2 separate regions of the Ovis aries genome follow, and region 2 is linked to region 1. A link is a contact called in public Hi-C data. All regions are on one chromosome and are shown on one strand. The core of a region is the stretch at or near the end of the contact, and the rest is flanking DNA. Distances in the headings are between cores, read along the strand shown.

Evidence for each region. A called contact is a pair of places that touch in the nucleus more often than the background predicts.
Region 2: a contact with region 1 is called in a Hi-C map of mesenteric adipose tissue, with 2.5 times the contacts expected there. The contact joins two enhancer-like sites. A contact is called at or near these places in 4 of 16 Hi-C or Micro-C datasets (hypothalamus, mesenteric adipose tissue, omental adipose tissue and 1 more).

Annotation. Positions count from the first base shown.
Region 1 is chr9:20,985,509-20,989,367 of ARS-UI_Ramb_v3.0, reverse strand. All of the region lies in intron 2 of ST3GAL1 (ST3 beta-galactoside alpha-2,3-sialyltransferase 1), which reads right to left. Among named protein-coding and RNA genes, the nearest start is that of ST3GAL1, 27 kb to the right of the region's middle. Within about 2 kb of position 2,282, at least 25 of the 54 cell types and tissues checked have an H3K27ac peak or open chromatin away from gene starts, as enhancers often do.
Region 2 is chr9:21,038,450-21,042,119 of ARS-UI_Ramb_v3.0, reverse strand. It overlaps ST3GAL1 (ST3 beta-galactoside alpha-2,3-sialyltransferase 1), which reads right to left. Exons shown (of 9, transcript XM_060419995.1): 5 at 3,392-3,588; 6 at 2,238-2,417; 7 at 1,053-1,098. Among named protein-coding and RNA genes, the nearest start is that of ST3GAL1, 80 kb to the right of the region's middle. Within about 2 kb of position 1,634, at least 21 of the 54 cell types and tissues checked have an H3K27ac peak or open chromatin away from gene starts, as enhancers often do.

The sequences.
Region 1 (3,859 bases), core at 1,033-3,532:
CTGTTATACATATTCGATCATTTAATTCTCATAATGATCCTGAGAAGTAGGTCCTACTATACCATTTGATAGAGGCTGGAAGCGAGGCACAGGAGTTACCTATCCTGCCTAAGGTTGCCCAGCTGGGTGCAGGCGACCCTGGGAGGTGGCCTCCCCTCCCCTCTCAGCAGTCTGCTTGAAAAGCCAAGCTCTTAACCATGCACTTGTGCTCCGTCAATCATGTCCCAGGGCCGCCAGGGTGTCAATGAGCCCCTTCCAGGGTGTCCATGAGGGCAAAGCCATTTTCACGGCAAGACACCACTCGCTTTTTCATTCTCACTCTCTCAGGAACTGACTGTTGCCTCTGTTCCCCAGAGACAGGCAGCGTGGGATTCCAGCACGGACCGAGGCGACAGCAGACTGAGAGCCCAGCTGCTTTCCTCTGAGCCAGACATGGAGATTAGTAAGACGATGCTACTTTTCTCACTAAATTTCTGTTTCATTTGGGAAAGCAGCTGTTTTTCATTACACTTATATTATCAGGCGATAGACCTATTATTGCCAATTTTAAATAAAGCAATAAATATGTAAAGAATGTCTCCTTAAAAGACAGAAGACACAAAAGCTATTTGAGACCATCAGTAACATTTAAGACCCTGTAAAGAGGCCTTCAAAACCAACGGTTTAAGAACAGCTGCTATGCTACCAACTGCCCCTCGGGGTTTTTGAAGAGCACATCTTGGCATTTCCTGCCCAGCTCAGGACTGGCCATGTAGCAGGATGCACAGAATCCCGGGGCCCTACTTATAGAACATCAGAAGACCCTCCCCTCCAGCTGCTGTGACAGCAACATGCCTCTTCCTATGTGTAGGAGTGTGTGCTGCTACTGCTGCTAAGTCGCTTCAGTCGTGTCCAACTCTGTGCGACCCCATAGACGGCAGCCCACCAGGCTCCCCCGTCCCTGGGATTCTCCAGGAAAGAACACAGGAGTGGGTTGCCATTTCCTTCTCCAATGCATGAAAGTGAAAAGTGAAAGTGAAGTCGCTCAGTCGTGTCTGACTCTTAGCGACCCCATGGACTGCGGCCCACCAGGCTCCTCCGTCCATGGGATTTTCCAGGCAAGAGTGCTGGAGTGGGGTGCCATTGCCTTCTCCGAGGCGTGTGTGACAGTGTCTATTTGTGCGTGTGCATGGGGGGAGGGACACTGGACCCGGTTGAGAGCAGCAGGCCCACTCGCCCTCACAAGCTCTTAACTGTTGCCGCCGCCAGCCTTTGCATGGGTCCCGCTCCCAGTTCAGTGGGAATTGTTTTCCAGCTCCCGTCCCCTGGTCTATCTTCCTCCCTTTCTTCCACGACAAAGTCACAACTGATAATACGTGACAGGAGCAAACATTCTCAGGATCTCTGTCCTGGGAACTTAGCCCAAGGACGCAGTCCAAAAGAAATAAAATGCTAAAGCCACTAGATGTTCCGTGCAGTGTTGTCTACAGTGATGATGATGATGGCGACATACACTAACATACTTCATACAGAAATATGCTGCCATGGAGATGACTGAGTCAGTGGTACTGCCACCTGGCGGGTCATTACACAGCTGTACAGGGTGACAGCCGTCCAGGACAACTCCAGAAACACTCATCGAGTAACCCCTCCTTGACCTGGATACTGGGGGCTCAATGGGGAAGGAGATGGCCCCTGCCCTCAAGGAGGTTTCAGTTAAGTGACTGTCTACCTGCTGAGATTTCAAAGTACAGGGAACCAATTCCAAACATCTACCCACCTCCCTGTCCCAGAGACCTTCCCTTCAGTCCTTGTCCTTTTCTGACAGCCAATCCCCGGCACTGGGGATATTTTTAGTGCCTGTGACAAAGTGTTTATGAGAAGGCCATTGAGCCACAAGGCGGTGTGCCTCTTCCCTGCACAGTGCATGGGATATTTTGGCCAAGTGCATTTCAGACAGGCTGGCTCTGGGTCCCTCCCATGTCCTTCTTCCTCTTTCTCATGATCTAAATCTGAAAGGGCTGTGGTGTGCTGTGGTATCCTGGCAAGGCGTGCTTGCTTAATTTAGGCTGAGCATGTACATCTATAAATAGCAGGTGTTCTGAAGGCAGGCAGGCTGAGCTGTGAACAACAGAGATGGTGGACAGTCCCAACATTAAACAGCCAGAGCCTCTAGACGTGGGATTCCCCCATCTCCAGTTCTCCAAAAGCAGGAGGTGGAGCAAGTGTGGCAGGCTGAGTGAGCCCCAGAGGGTGTCCAAGGAGAAAGAAATGATCCCCAGGGGGGAGCAGGCCTGTGTCCAGCTCAGCAGAGAGGTCAGTGAGCTGGACATCATGTTGATCAAACCAACAGCCAGGGCTGACTCTGTGTGGCTGAGACAAGTGGACAAACCGTGCCCGCTTTCAGCTGCTCATGCTTGGCCCTGGAGATGCAGAGCTGCATTTGGCCCAGCTGACTTCTCAAGAAGTCCCTGCGAAGGATGAATCACACATTCCTGTTCCTCATTGAGCTCCTGGGCCAACAGGGAAAACAGACGCACACACGGGCCAGGCACCATAATGAGTGGAGTCAGCAGGATGAAAGTCAGACACGCACACACGGGTCCACACACACACGGGTCCACACACACACGGGATGTTTGGGGGAATGTACAGGACGCAGGGAGGAGAGATTCCCAGAAGTGGTGCTTGAATTGAGTTTTGAAGGGAAGATGATTGAAGCAGGAAGATAAAAAAAGGGCATTCTAGGTGGAGGGCAGAGCAGATAAACATCACATATTCCAAGTCCTGGAGACAATAAAGCTACTTCATTTAGTATGAATGCTATTTAGGGTAATGAGAACATAGGAAGCATCTGTATCTCTATCTGTATCTATAGCCGTGGTACTGTGTACCGTGTTTAGTCGCCCAGTCGTGTCCCACTCTTTACGACCCCACAGACTGTAGCCCTCCAGTCTCTTCCGTCTTTGGGATTTTCCAGGCGCGAATACTGGAGTGGGTTGCCATTCCATTCTCCAGGGGACCTTCCCGACCTAGGGACTGAACCTGCATCTCTTGCATCTTCCGCATTGGCAGGCGGATTCTTTATTTTACCTGGGTAGATGTAAATGCCTGACAATTAGCTCTTTTGATAGCAATGTAAGTGACTGACATTAAGCTTTTAATTGTTTAGACATCTATATTGTAAACACACTGCCACAGATACACAACTAGAGTCACGTGGCCCCACCCATGAAGTTCCTCTTTCTAGAAAGTCTGGGTGATCTAGATAACTGACCTTTCTGAGTGCCCTTGCTTTCCCAACCTACGCTTGCTTTAATTCCCTCTCTTTTGTTTCAGATTTGCCAATGAGGAGTGACCTTGCAAAACACTAGCCCCCACCCCTCACCACCAACCCTGGCCCCAGTAAAGGCAGAACCCCCGGTCTGTGCATGCCCCCCACCTCCCTGTGTGGCCCTGGGCATGCCATTTACCTCCAGAACTCATCAGCCAAAAACCTTGTTGGTTTTTGTTTTCCCTAAGTTCCCTGATGGCCATTGCTGAGGTGCATCTTGTAATCATAATAAGAACTACAAGGCCAGAGGGTAGTGATAAGGCTGAGGATGTTGGCAAAACACCAGGTCATGGTGGCCTTGTCTGTCCTCTGGTGGAATTTGGACTTGGTCCCTAGACCATAAGGGAAATGGTCAGAGACAGAAGGAAAGGCATAACTCAATGCCCTTCGGGAACAAAGGTTATTGGTGAACACCCAAATGCTTATCAGCCGGGCGGGTCTGCATAGAATAGAAATTGTTTTTGGAGAATAACTCAGTCTGTGGGCTTGGCATCTAAAAGGACGTTATTTTGCTGACAAAGCTATGTTTTTTTCCAGGAGTCATGT
Region 2 (3,670 bases), core at 385-2,884, 53 kb before region 1:
GAGATGGTTGGATGGCATCACCAACTCAATAGACATGAGTTTGAGCAAGCTTGGGGAGTTGGTGATGGACAGGGAAGCCTGGAGTGCTACAGTCCATGGGGGTCGCAGAGGACTCACACTCACACGACTGAGTGACTGAGCTGAACTGAACCTAAATCACGGATGCACAGAGGATGCTGGAATAGAGGATGAGACCACAGAGAGAAAGAAAGCAGAGAAAGGTGAGGAAGGAATGGGTGAGAAGGCGGCATCTGAACAACAGTCAAGGAGGCCAGGAGCAGGACATGAGGCTGCAGGAGAAGGTTCCAAGGGAGCAGCATGGGCCTGGGACAAGGACACTGCTGGCACCCTGCAGGAAGACACCAAGCCACCTGTCTGGCCTGGCATGGGCCTGAATGACCTTCAGCCCCTAGAATGACCTCACATGCCAGCTGTCCCTCTCCTGTGTCACAGGTGGGGAAATCGAGGCTCAGAGACAATAAGTAACATGCTCAACGTCACATAGCCACCCCCGGGAGGACATCGGCACACAGCATCAGTGAACAAGCTGTGTGTCTCTGGGCAAGTTGCCTGGCCTCTCTGAACCTATCTCTTCATCTCCACGCAACACTTCACTTCCACCATCCCTTTGCCCTTTGCCCACATTTTACCCAACCCCACACCAGGGCCTACTGGGGAACACAGCGATACAGAGACAGGAGGTGAGGACTGGCTTTGAGATGCTCACACCATAGGGCAGTGGCTCTCAAACAGCGTCAGCATCCTTGGGGGGCTTGTAAAAACCCAGAGCTTCTGATTCAGCGGATCTGGGGCAGCCCAAGGATCTGCACTGGTGACAAGGGCTGGTCCAGGGTCCAGGTTTAAGGGAAACTTTCCAGGGCTCCTCTCTCTGCTCTCTAAGTGGGGGCCCACCCACTGCCGCCAACCCTGGGGGCCCAGGGGCTCTCTGCAGCCAGATGCGGGCAGAGTGGGGAGATGGCTCTCTCTGTCATCAGGCGGACCCTTGAAAGCGAGGCTGAGCTAGAGGGCAAGGCACCTGTGCTTTGACTCACCTTATTCTTTTTCACTTTGATCTTGGCGGGGACAGGAACGTAGGTACTGCAGGAGGAAAAGGCAGGTGCTTAGCATGGGGAGAGGGTCAGCTGCCTGGGCATCGGCTGGGGAGGAGAGGGCTGGAGATGCAGGTGGACCACGGGGAGGGGCGGGCGGGCCACCGGGAGAGGCGGGGGGCCACGGGGAGAGGCGGGCGGGCCACGGGGAGAAGCACTCTTCCACCAAGGGGCTCCACCTCCTGCAGTAGCCCATTATGGACACCAGAGGGCGATCGTGGCTAACTTGAGACCCTTCTGCGGAGGCCAAGCTGAGCCCTAGCTGATACAGCCCCTCCTCTGGCCAAGCCAGCTTCCCTCACTGCCCTGCACCCCGAATCCCTCGGGTTTCCTAACCAGGCCTCAGATAGGGAGGCTCTCAGCCATCTCGGCACTAAGCCCCTTTTCTTTTAGGCAGGAATGGGACCAAGTGCGAGCCTGGCCAAGCCTCCAGGTCTCCCTGGAGGACAGAGGTCATGAGGACTAGTGTGAGCTCAGCGAGACACGTGCCAAGCGGCCGGAACAAATCAGATGTGAACTAACTCGCCGATGGTCCAGGCAGGACCTGTGACTCACACCAGAGCCTACATGCTCCTCACCCAGTCTGCCTAGCAGCCGCTTTGACAGTGTGAGAGGCGGGGGGAGGGGGTGCTGTCATAATAGGGGAGCAGCACAGAGATGAGAAAGCTCAGCAGGGTCCACCTCCTGGGGGACTCGCAGGGTGATTGGGGAAGCAAGGGCAACCCACTCCAGTCTTCTTGCCTGGAGAATCCCCTGGACAGAGGAGCCTGGCGGGTTACAGACCACGGGGTCGCCGAGAGTAGGACACGACTGAGCAACTAACACTTTCACTTTTCACTTTGGGGAAGCAAACCCGAGAGGTCTATTGTGTTGTGGCTGGGGAGTCATGAGCAGGAGGAAGGCCAGAGCTCGGGGCATCGGGGTGATGGGAGGAGGGGTACGGGAAGAGCCGGAGGCAGCCTGGGAGCGGGGCTCTGCTGTCTAGGAGAGCCTGTCTCGGGAGGCAGGACAGCACGAGTGTGGCTGTAGCGGGTGGAGCCCCCACCACGGCAGGGGGCTCAGAGGCCCTCACTCAGCAAGGAGGAGCAGTGACCCCCTCCGCCGTGCAGACGCCTCAAGGGGACTTACTGGGAGATGGTGCCCGTGGTGGTGGCACTGATTACCCACTCCAGATCGACAGTCTTGAAGGGGACCAGGACCATGCTGACGTTCTCTGCCAGCTCCCTGAAGCTCTCCGGGTACACGAGGTGGTGGGTGGTCTTCCTCCCGACGTCGGCCTCAAACCCTGCAGTGGGGGCCTTGTTCATCCTGGGGGGAGAGGGGAGAGATGACAGGTATCATGTCACCATCAAAGGTGACTTAGAGGGTCAGCTTTAGCTCAGAGAGGCTGTGCTGTGTCTCACCTTCCTCATCTGTAGAATGGGCACAGGGAGGGCATAGGTCAGATGCTTTAGCTACTTTTTTCTCACGGATGATCTCAGGTGAGCCTAACCATCCCCACCACCAACAGCTGACTCTGTCCCGGTGCAGCGATGTACCTCATTGACCTTTAACGATAACTGGTATATGTATTTTATGGTCCTAATTTTATGGCCAAACTAATCTGAGCATAAAGAATTTATCCCAGAACATAAGAGCTACCCAGTGGCGGCCTTGAACTCAGGGCCTGTCAACCCTAAATCTGACTCTCTCCCCCTCACCACAGACATTCCCACTGGACACCAGTACACTGAGGCTCCCCGAGGCCAGGTGAGTGGTCTAAAGACATAAAGTCAGAGTCCACAGACATGGGGGACAGTTCTAGAAGGGGTCTGAGGATGGCTGCCTGAGTTTCTCATGCTGGGCACTGGTGCCCCGGGTCTGGCGCCTGGTGTTGGGGTGACGAGAAACCCAGGAGAGAGGTTGGCATCTTCCTGGAACATTCATTTTACTTGGAGACAGGGAAACCTATGTTTGCATTAGAAGCATAGGTTACATTATGGCCTGGATGGCCAAGCAGGGACGGACTGCAAAGATGAAACAAGAATCTCGTTAGTCTAGGCCTCCAGCCAGGCCGCTCCAGGCCGAGTTCCTGCCCACTGGGTGCTTCTCTCTGGGTTCAGAGAGGCCTTGCTGATTCATCCCCATCCTGCAATGCACATGGGGAAACTGAGGCCCTGGGGAAGTCTGGACTCCCCGACTGGAGTCCTGACCTCCTGACCCTGAGCCATGACGCCTGCTGCAGCTCCAGGGGCCCAGGTGGGGGCGGCGGGGTGGGCCAGGGGGCGAGGGCCCGCACTCACCTGAGCACAAAGTCGTGACTGTCTATCTGAGGCCCGTACCAGGACTCCCTCAGGTTGCCCGAGTTGCCCACGACGGCGCAGCGCCGGCAGCCCACGGAGCCCTTCTCCAGCAGGGGGTCCACGTCCCCGGGCACCACCTGGAACAGCTCCTTGATGGTGTCGTTCAGGTTATTAGGCTGCTTCTCCCGCTGGAGCTTCTGTGGGCAGAGGACGCGGGACGCAAGTCAGCCAGGCTGGACTCCGAGCTCCTCGGGGCTGGTGACCTGGCTCCTCCCGAGG